Linked DNA regions of Sus scrofa: region 2 is linked to region 1. A link is a contact called in public Hi-C data. All regions are on one chromosome and are shown on one strand. Each heading gives the region's core, a stretch centred on a gene start, on an enhancer-like site or on the middle of the called end of the contact. The rest is flanking DNA. Distances are from core to core; before and after follow the strand shown. Region 1 has its middle 70 kb from the start of SH3BGR. Region 2 has its middle 20 kb from the start of IGSF5.

Evidence for each region. A called contact is a pair of places that touch in the nucleus more often than the background predicts.
Region 2: a Hi-C map of omental adipose tissue shows a contact between it and region 1, with 2.9 times the contacts expected there. The contact joins two enhancer-like sites. A contact is called at or near these places in 18 of 47 Hi-C or Micro-C datasets (alveolar macrophages, blood, embryonic fibroblasts and 11 more) and 1 of 2 datasets of contacts at active chromatin or transcription factors (skeletal muscle).

What each region holds. Positions count from the first base shown.
Region 1 is chr13:203,114,373-203,119,079 of Sscrofa11.1, forward strand. No RefSeq gene overlaps it. Among named protein-coding and RNA genes, the nearest start is that of SH3BGR, 70 kb to the left of the region's middle. Within about 2 kb of position 2,184, at least 7 of the 83 cell types and tissues checked have an H3K27ac peak or open chromatin away from gene starts, as enhancers often do. A contact at or near this core is called in omental adipose tissue, where this site is marked.
Region 2 is chr13:203,302,586-203,307,812 of Sscrofa11.1, forward strand. It overlaps the pseudogene LOC100516646. Among named protein-coding and RNA genes, the nearest start is that of IGSF5, 20 kb to the right of the region's middle. Within about 2 kb of position 3,141, at least 6 of the 83 cell types and tissues checked have an H3K27ac peak or open chromatin away from gene starts, as enhancers often do. A contact at or near this core is called in omental adipose tissue, where this site is marked.

The DNA of each region.
Region 1 (4,707 bases), core at 934-3,433:
CTTGGGCCGCTTCTGCGGCATATGGAGGTTCCCAGGCTAGGGGTTGAATCGGAGCTGTAGCCACCGGCCTACGCCAGAGCCACAGCAACGCGGGATCCGAGCCGTCTGCAACCTACACCACAGCTCACGGCAACGCCGGATCGTTAACCCACTGAGCAAGGGCAGGGACCGAACCCGTGACCTCATGGTTCCTAGTCGGATTCGTTAACCACTGCGCCACGACGGGAACTCCAGATTTTTCTTTTTAAATCAACATCATTGAGGTTCAGTTTATGCAGCCATATGCCCCGGGCTGTTTATCCAACACTAGCCACTTCTTTGATATTCTGACACTGGCTGGGTGACAATTCTCTTCTGACACTAATTTCCTACAGGCGGACACTCAGATTCTACAGGCTGAGGGTTCAGTTCTGTAAGACTGGCTCAGCTTCAGACACCAGCGGAAAATGGGGTCCCCAGGCTTTCTGCACTCCCGTGGGGAGGATGACACATCTAGAGGTTCCCCTCCCCCAACGCCTGGGTTTGACAGTTTGCTAGAATGCCTCCTAGAACTCCAGGAAGCACTGCACCTGTAATCTATTATGTAAGATACAAAGGAACAGCCAGAAGAATGTATACAGGGCAGGGTCCAGAAGGACCCTGAGTGCCGGAGCCTCTGTACCTGTGGAGTGAGAATGCACCCCCCCCCCACTGTCTCCCCCCACTGCATCACCACCACGTTCAGCAACCAGGAAACTTCCTCAATTTTATCTGAATTGGTTTTTGTTTTTTTTTTTTTGAATTTAATCTCCAATGCCGCTCCCTTCTTGGGAGGTGGGATGGGGTGGGGCTGAATGTTCTAAACTTCTAATCACCTGAATGGCTTTCTCGGCAATCCGCGCCCATCCTGAAGCCATCCAGACACCCCCCCCCCGCCCCGCCCCCGACTCCTCAAGAGCCAACTCAGGATCGGAAGGGGCTCCTTTCGAATAACGCAGACCCTCTGATCACTCAGGGAACCCCAAGGGTTTTAGGAGCTCTGTGTCAGGACTTGGAGACAAAGCCCAGATGTATTTCATACTATACCCCAGCACCCATTGAAGTATCCAGTCTGATGAATTCTGACAAATGCGGGTCTTCATGTAACCAACACCCTAGGAAGATTTGAAACATTTCCATCACCTGCTCAAGGTCGCTGGTGCCCCCTGGTGGCTCATTCTCTCCCTCCTTTCTGCCCCATCCCCAGGCAACCATTACTCCGCTTTCTGACACCATGGATTTCCCTTTCTAGAACTTCATTTAAATGCATACAACAACTCTTTACTCTTTTCTTGGTCTGGCTTTTTTCTCTCCTCGCACTGCTTCGGACATTCATCCACGTGGGCGCTGGAATGACTAGTGTGTAACTTTCCATCGCTGAGTATGAGATTGCCAGAGTTTGTGCATACATCTGTTGATAGACATTTGAGTCATTTCCAGTTTCTGGCTATCTAAAGTAAAGCTGCCACGAACATTTATGGACAAGTCTATCTGTACACAAATGTTTTTTTCCTTGAGTAAATACCACGGAGGGGTGTTTCGATTGTAGGGTTTTAAGGACAGAATACACCTGTCATTCACCTTTGTGATGGTGCCTTGAGCCAAGCCGTTCCCCTTTCTTGGTCAGAAAGGGGAACTAATACTTAAGGAATGTTTGCTATGTGCCAGATACGCTTTAAAGGATTTTCCATTGACTGTCTTATTTAACCCTTCTAGTGACTGTAAAACTTAAGCGTTATTTTTATAGAATTTTATTTCCAGTGGGGGAAATAGAGGCTCAGAAAAGTTAGGTGGCCTGCCTAGGAGGCCACCGGCAGGAAGCTGTCGAAAAGATCCAAACCCTCTGTTTGACTTCAAAGGGCAGGTTTATTTGTTTCTGCTATTTTTGGTTCCTCCTCAAATAGCAAAGGCAGTTAAATTTGTGAGAGAATCCTGAAATTCTCCAGAAAGCCTCTGTGGGATCAGGAGAGACACTGGGGCCGCCAAAGCAGGTCAGATCCTGTTGTGAAGATGCCTAAAGGGGAGCCTGTAATCCTGGGACACAAACCATTTTGTTGTATCATTTATGGGTAAAATTAAGAGTGTCAGAATTCCTGCTGTGGTAGGTGGGTTAAGGATCTGGCATTGCCACAGCTGTGGCACAGGTCAAAGCTCAGATTCGATTCCAGGCCTGGAAACTCCCATGTGCCATGGGTGAGGTTGAAAAAGCAGAAAAAAAAAAAAATCATCAACTGGGTTTAAAACATTTACCTGCATTGCCCATGTTATCAACATTTGGCTATGAAACTAATTCTCCATTGCCACCTTTTGGAAATTTAGACTAACTATCAGGCTTTTCATGCGCTGATTCACAAGGAGCCACACTTCCACCATGTTTCTTGGCTACGCTGTATCCTGGAGCCTTTTTCTTGAGCTGGGGAAATCTCTGGGGGAAATAAAGAGAGCTTTGTGGAAGCCAGTGTTCAAGACTTTATATCCATTCATCTCCTTCAATTGAGCGTGAGATAGAGGAGAGTGGTCACTGCAGAGTCCGTGTGGCACATGGGGCCGTGATAAGGATGGAGTGGGCTGGAAGTGGTGAAACTGACAATATTAACGGCCTGAACCCAGCCAGACCCAGACTGGGACTTGAACCCGTGGTTTTAAATGAGAATCCCTCACCCCATGTCTGGACTCACTGAAGTTCAGTTCTTCAAGACTCTGCGCAGAAGCAATTCAGCGAGAGACAAGGTGATAGGCAAGAAGCAGATTTATTAGGATAGGACGCTTGTGAGACATGCAAGCGGGCAGGCACGGAAGCTCTGCCCCGAGGATCTGGTGGGCTACAGTTTTCTCCTCCAAGGGGAGCGGGAGTTGGAAAAGACCGCCTCTTCATTTCTGGGAGCAGTAGCTCCTCCTTGGTATCTGGTAAGGTGTGTATTCAAATCCGCAGAAGGGTGGTCCTCAAACTCCTGCCCTAGGTCTGAATATGAATGCAGGTCCCATCCCATCCCCACCCAATGACCTGAGGCAATTCTCAAGGCTGCATTAATGAAGCAAAACTGCCTTGTTCTGATGGCTTTTTTGAGCAATTTATTTACTTAGAGCGGTCTTCCAATGTCTCCTAAGTTATGGGGACTTCTAAAATGACCTGTGTCTACTCCATCTCTATCAGTGGGGCTGACCCCCCTGGAACACACTGGTCTGCTCATATTGATGAACAAAATGTTGAAATCCTTCTGTGGCAATAGGTAAACAGCATTGTGTCCTGACTCTTCTTCTGGTCCCACAGTCCAGCAACTAAAGGGTTAGCACCCATCTCTGCAGGGGGCCCCCAGGACCCCGTTCCAGTGCTTTGGCCACTGTCTGTTCCCACTGGGGGGCCCCCATGACATGAAACGGTAAAAGGGTTTGAACATAACTCCTGGCAAAAAGTTAGGCTTAAAATAGAAATGTTAAGGCCTTGGGTCAATCATATTCTTACCCTATTTTTCTTTTCTTTTTTTTCAGAATTCTTTTCTTTATTATCTCTCATTTACCATGTCCTCCACTCTGTCCTTCCTTCACTCCTGTCTTGTGTTGTGTATTTTTTCTGCAGGTTGGTCACACTGTGATCAGTTGAAATTTGTCTTCCCCCAGCAGCTTCTTTGAGCAAAAGGGGGAAATGAAGATGTGACTCTAGATCTTGGCTTGATTCACTTGATAAATCAACTTGTGAACTTGGGGCAAGTTTGCTTATGTCTCAGAGCCTCCTTTACCTCGGCTGGAAAATGGGAATCTTGTCTGTATCAGGTAGGGGTCCTTCTGTTGCAAATGTTAGCAAACTCATGCCAAACAGAATGTACTGGCTCCCATAAGTTGAAAGGCTGGGGGTTCCCATTTTAGGCATATTTCAATTCAGGACTCAAAGGCCATCCTAGGACTCAATTCCTCCCCCTCTCCTTTGATTCTTCAGGTTCTTTTTAGTTAGCGTAGAGTTGATTTACAGTTTTATGTCAATTTCTGCTGCACAGCCTAGTGATCTGGTCATATATTTATATACATTCTTTTTCTCATATTGTCTTCCATCATGTTCTATCCAAAGAGATTAGACACAATTCCATGTGCTGTACAGCAGGACCTCAATGCTTATCCATTCTACCTTTCTTTTTTTTTTCCTTATTTTTATTTTATTATTATTTTAAATTGTAATCAATTGTTATTTCCCCAATGCATTGTTTTTCTACTGGACAGCATGGTGACCCAGTTACACATACATGTATACATTCTTTTTTCTCACATTCTCATGCTCCATCATAAGTGACTAGACAGAGTTCCCAGTGCTACACAGCAGGATCTCATTGCTAATCCATTCCAAAGGCAATAGTCTGCATCAATTAACCCCAACTCCCAATCCATCCCACTCCCTTCCCCTCTCCCTTGGTAACCACAAGTCTATTCTCCAAGTCCATGATTGCTTATCCATTCTAAATGCAATAGTTTGCATCTACGAACCCAAAACTCCCCATTCATCCTACTTCCTTCCCCTCCCCTATCCTATTTTTTAGTATCAAAAAACCAACAACCCATTATTTTATCCCTTCATGATTCATACATATATTTTAGGCATAAACAATCAGTTAAAGTCTATTCCCAAGTTTCTCTGGCTGTGCCAAAACACAGCAGACGTTATAATATAGCAGTTAGAAGCATGGATTTGAGGCTCACACA
Region 2 (5,227 bases), core at 1,891-4,390, 190 kb after region 1:
GAGGCTTGTAGACTTTCCGGATGAAATATAGACATCTCTTTTTCATGGCGCCTCCAACATCTCTTTCCTGGCCACTGGCTGCCAGAAATTCACTGACGTGGACGATGAATGAAAACTTTGTACCTTTTATGAAAAACTTATGGGCACAGAAGTTGCTGCTGACGCTCTGGGGGAAGAAGGGAAGGGGGATGTGGTCCGAATCAGTGGTGGGAACGACAAATAAGGTTCCCTATGAAGCAGGGTGTCTGGACCCATGGCCGTGTCCACCTGCTGCTGAGGAAGGGGCATTCTTGTTACCGACCAAGGAGGACTGGAGAAAGAAAGAGCCAGTCTGTTCGGGGTTGTCTTGTGGATGCCAGTCTGAGTGTTCTCAATTTGGTCATCGTAAAAAAGGGGGAGAAGGAGGAGTTTCCGTTGTGGCGCAGCGTAAATGAATCCAACTAGGAACCATGAGGTTGAGGGTTGGATCCCTGGCCCCGCTCAGTGGGTTAAGGATCCAGTGTTGCCGTGAGCTGTGGTGTAGGTCATAGACAGAGCTTGGATCTCACGTTGCTGTGGCTGTGGTGTAGGCTGGGAGTTGCAGCTCTGATTAGACCCCCAGCCTGGGAACCTTCATGTGCTACAGGTATGGCTCTAAAAAAAAGACAAAAGACAAAAAAAGAAAAAAGAAAAAAGAAACCCAGGACCAAAGCACCTAAGACAGCGTCTCGTTACTCCGCATGTTGTGTAACACAAACGTCCCTGTATTGCTCCGAAGAGAAAACGGACTAAGAAAAATAAGGAACAGGCTGTTGAAGATGCTAAACCTTTGCCCAAGAGAATGAAGGAGGCCAAAGAAAAACGTCAGGAACAGATTTGCTGAGAGATGGAGGCTGTCCTCTCAGAGCATCTATGCCTGAGTCTGAGTCCAGTCCAAAATGAGATGTTCTAAGACTAATAATAAATGACATCAAATCTTCAAAAAAAAGAAATATAAGAAGTCTGTTTAATTTCAATCAACAAATTGCTTTTTAGTGTAAGTATGTCCTAGATACTCAGATAAGCAACAAATAATTTTTATTTTTTAATTTTAATTTTAATTTTCTTTTCAGCCACGCCTGCAGCATATGGAAGTTCCCAGGCCAGGGATGGAATCTGAGATGGCAGCTGTGACTTTTGCCATGGCTTTGGCAACACTGGCTCCTTAACCCTCTGTGCCACGGAGGGAACTCTGCACCAAATTGTTGTTAGTATAAGGATATCCCATGCACTATTTGAAAAATATTTATGGGAAAAATTTTTTGTTTATCTGAAATTCACCTTTAACTGGGTGGTTTGTTGTTGTTATTGTTGTTTTTCCTCCAAATCTGGCCCCCCTAGCTTGGAGAGGTTAAGTAATTTACTGCAGATCATTTAGACAGGGAGCTCCTGCTGTGGCACATGGGATTGCTGGTGTCTCTGCAGGGCCAGGAAGCAGGTTCGATCCCCAGCACAGCGGGCTAAAGGATTCTGTGTTGCCACAGCTGTGGCATAGGTGGCAGCTATGGCGCGGCTCTGATCCCTGGCCTGGGAACTCTGTATGCTGCAGGGTAGCCAAAAAAGAAAAAAAAATTTTTTTTTTAAAAAAGAGCTTATAGACAGCAAGGATAAACTGATATTTGAAATTAGAAGGATGCCCAGGCTCTCAGCTGCACGGCTGACCTCTGGTGACCACAACCCACTCCTGGCCAAGCAGCATGACTTTGACTGTGGAGGCAGACGCCTGAGCTATCTAATTACACTGCCTCTTTGAATGATACATGTAGGTCTGGACTGCGTCCTATATGAAGATATGTTTGTCTCTGTTTAGTGACCGTGGCGACCTTCACAGCTTTGAGGGCAGAAAGTTCCACTGGGCCATAGCAAGAACTAGACGCAAAGTTCTTGCCTGAGGTTGGAGCACATCCAGTGTTCCAAAGCCGATGCCAGCTTGCACTTGGGGGCTAAGCAGCCAGTGCGAGGGTGAGAGTGTCACACACAGGGCCCTGCCGTGTGAACCTGTAATTCTTCGATGGAATTCTGCTGGCATCCCAGCAGGGGTCACAGGAGGGGGCACACCGAGGCCTCCAGCAGGGGCTGCTTCTCTGATCCAGGTTGGTGGGCAGCCCCGTCCTGGATGGAGGCCAGTCTGTGGTCCTGAGCGCTGGGCTTGAGCCTGAGCCGCCAAACTCCGGTGTGTTGGGGGACCCTCCTTGTCCACAGACCCTTCTTACAAAGCTACCCTCCAACCCACAGAGGAGGCCCTGGCAGCCATTTGGGAACTTGGTGGCCTGTTTCCGTGTGCCCACAACAGCAGGTGGCAGTGCGAACACCTGAGCAAGGTGGACCATCAGAGCCCATCCTCCCCGGAACTTAGAAAGGGGACCCAAGAAACTAGTTAGTTTCAGATGGTTGCCTGGGGAGGAGATGAAACCTGGGAGCCCGGAGGGTTCTGACGAGGCGGGGGAGGGGGGGAGGAAGGGAAAGGAGGGAGGAGGAGGGAGGAGGAGGGGGGGGAGAAAGAAGGAGGGGGAGGGAGGAGGGGGAGGGAGGGACAAAGTGAGAGCAAAGGGGGAGAAGGAACCGGAGGGGACCCAGTGGGCTCCAAAGCACCTGGGAGCCCAGGCCTGGTGGTCTCCCAGCTCCGGGTCTGGAACCCACTGCCCAGCTGAGCATCACGTTCCAGTTCCGGAGGCTCCTGAAACTTTGCGTGCTCCTGGCAGCCCCTCAGCCTCCCCGTCTGTGCGACACTGGCTCCACCGTCATCCTGGATGACGTCCAGCGGCCCAAGAACCACGGCCCCACCCACCGCATAAGATGCAGAGAAACACCGCGTTATCTTAATTTTCCCAGAAACAGGTTCCTTTGGAGCTGATGTCCCCGGACCTCTCTGCTTAAGTGAATCCTGTTCTCAGAGGCAGGTCAAGTCCACCTCCAGGGCTGTCAAGGTGTCTCAAAGGAGATCGCCCTCTGGCCTGAGCCGGTGGCCTCGTGAGCCTTTCTCTGCAGCCAGGGCCTCTGTTACCTCCCCTCCTGGGGGCATGTCGGCCGTGCCGGCCTTCCCGAGTGTCCCCTGGGGGACTCAGGGTCTGTTGTCCTAGAGGATGGGGTGGCTAGGTGACTGTGCCTCTCTCTGTGGTCTGTCGCCCTCTAGTGGCCGGTAGTGAAACTGTGCCCAGTGCACAGAGCATTCTCTTGGGCAGTGAAGCAGCATCCAGGGACCCCCAGGAGATCAGGGGATACCTGGGATGAGCAGGGACTTACAGCTGCAGTCGGACAAGCAAGCCGCAGTTAGGAGGCTGGCCGTAGCAGACACAGCATTGGCTTGATGCCCCAACGCCCTGCCGTGGACTGCGTGCAGTGCCATTTCTTCTCGTGACCTTGCTCCTCAGGCCACCGTGGACTGGCCTGGAGCTGGACACACACTCAGATGGGTCAATGAGTATCTATCCTGGAGTGGTGGACACGAGGCCTGAAGGATACAGGTCTTTTTCCAGAGCTGGAGGTAAATGCTGGTGGACTGTAGCTTTTTTTTTTATTTTTATTTTTTGACTATGGCTTTTGATCAAAGGGCACCAGCAGGAGCGCCATCCACATGTCTTGAGGGGTGGGGTGGGGGCGGGTAGAAGCAGGAAGGGGTGCAGGTGTCGGCTTGGATGGACCTGAAGCCCAGCCCTCGGTCGTTGACGTCCAGGAGGCACTTTGGGTTTTTAGCACAAACTGCTCATTTTTCTGAGAGGATGCATGCACACTGGACTTCGGACACCTGCAGCCGACCAAACTTGGACAAGTGCACATTCAAAGTTGACCATCAGTGAGTGCCAGGCAGGGCAGCCTGTGCTGCACCATCAGGGAGCCGAGGCGCCTCCAGCCCCCTGGACAAACTTGTGAGGAACCTGCCCAGCCGTGGATGGATGGAGAAGCAGAGGTCTGCCCAGTTGTGGGGTGACCTGAGAGGCACTGGTAGCCACCCACCTCTCCCTCCTGCATGTCTACCCTTAGTACCAGTCCCAGCGCCTGGGTTCTCCCAGTGCGGACGCATCATCCAGGTCTCCCCCCGCTCCCTGATACAAGTGCTCATGGGGGGGGTCAAGCCAGAAGCCCCCAGTCCTCACCACCAGTAGGCTGTGTGCTTACACTTTTGGGATTTTATTTAATTTTTTGGCTTTTTAGGGCTGCACCTGTGGCATATGGAAGTTTCCAGGCTAGGGGTTGAATCAGAGCTGCAGCTGCCGGCCTACACCACAGCCACAGCAACGCCGGATCCCAGCCACATCTGTGACCTATGTCACAGCTTGTGGCAATGCCAGATCCTTAACCCCCTGAGAAAGGCCAGGGATCGAACCCACATCCATAAGGATACTATATCAGGTTCTTAACCCACTGAGCTACAGTGGGAACTCGGGATTTATTTTTATTACACGCCTTCCCCTTCCACCTGACTGTAAGCTCCGTGCAGGCAGAAACCACATCTGTTTTATGTCCCTGGAGCACAAAAAGCAGTCCCTGTACAGGCAATAGGGGCTCTAGGTGTGTGAGTCCATGAACAGGTACAGGGACTGCCTGGATGGTAAATGATAAAATTCTGGAGATGACTTCACCTGTTTGAGGCTTCACCTGGGCCAGTTCGGGCACAGACTAGACACCAGACTCTGCCAGCAGGCTGCCTCAGCTTAGGGTCAGCCTGGCCTAATTCCCTTGCTGGTCTCCATCAGGCTGTAACTGACGAACCTTAACTGATCTGGGGTGACGGAACAGGAAATACACATGCATTTCCTGCGTATGTAATAGGCACAAATTCGCTTCCCATCGCCTCACACAGGGCCGCTCATTGTCCCTAAAATATGTTCCTATGAATATATAGAATACATGGAACCATCCATCTGGCTTGGTTTTGATGTGTATTTTCCAGCACATGGAAAGTGCTGGTGTGCTCCGGCTTTGAAAGCGAGTCAGCTGGCCGAAGCATCACCCTTCCCAGCACAGGAACACCCGGAGCTGGGCGTTATACCATAATCCCAGAGCAATCTTCGGCAGTCTGACATAGAAGAGGGTATCTCGATGATTTTGTTTTTCAATTGACCCTTTTTTGGGGGCTGTGCCCACAACATGCAGAGATTTGAGGGCCAGGGATGGAACCCATGCCACGGCAGTGACCCAAGCCGTTTCGGTGACCCCATCAGATCCTTAGCCACTAGACCACCAGGGAACTCCTAGACTTTTGAAAATA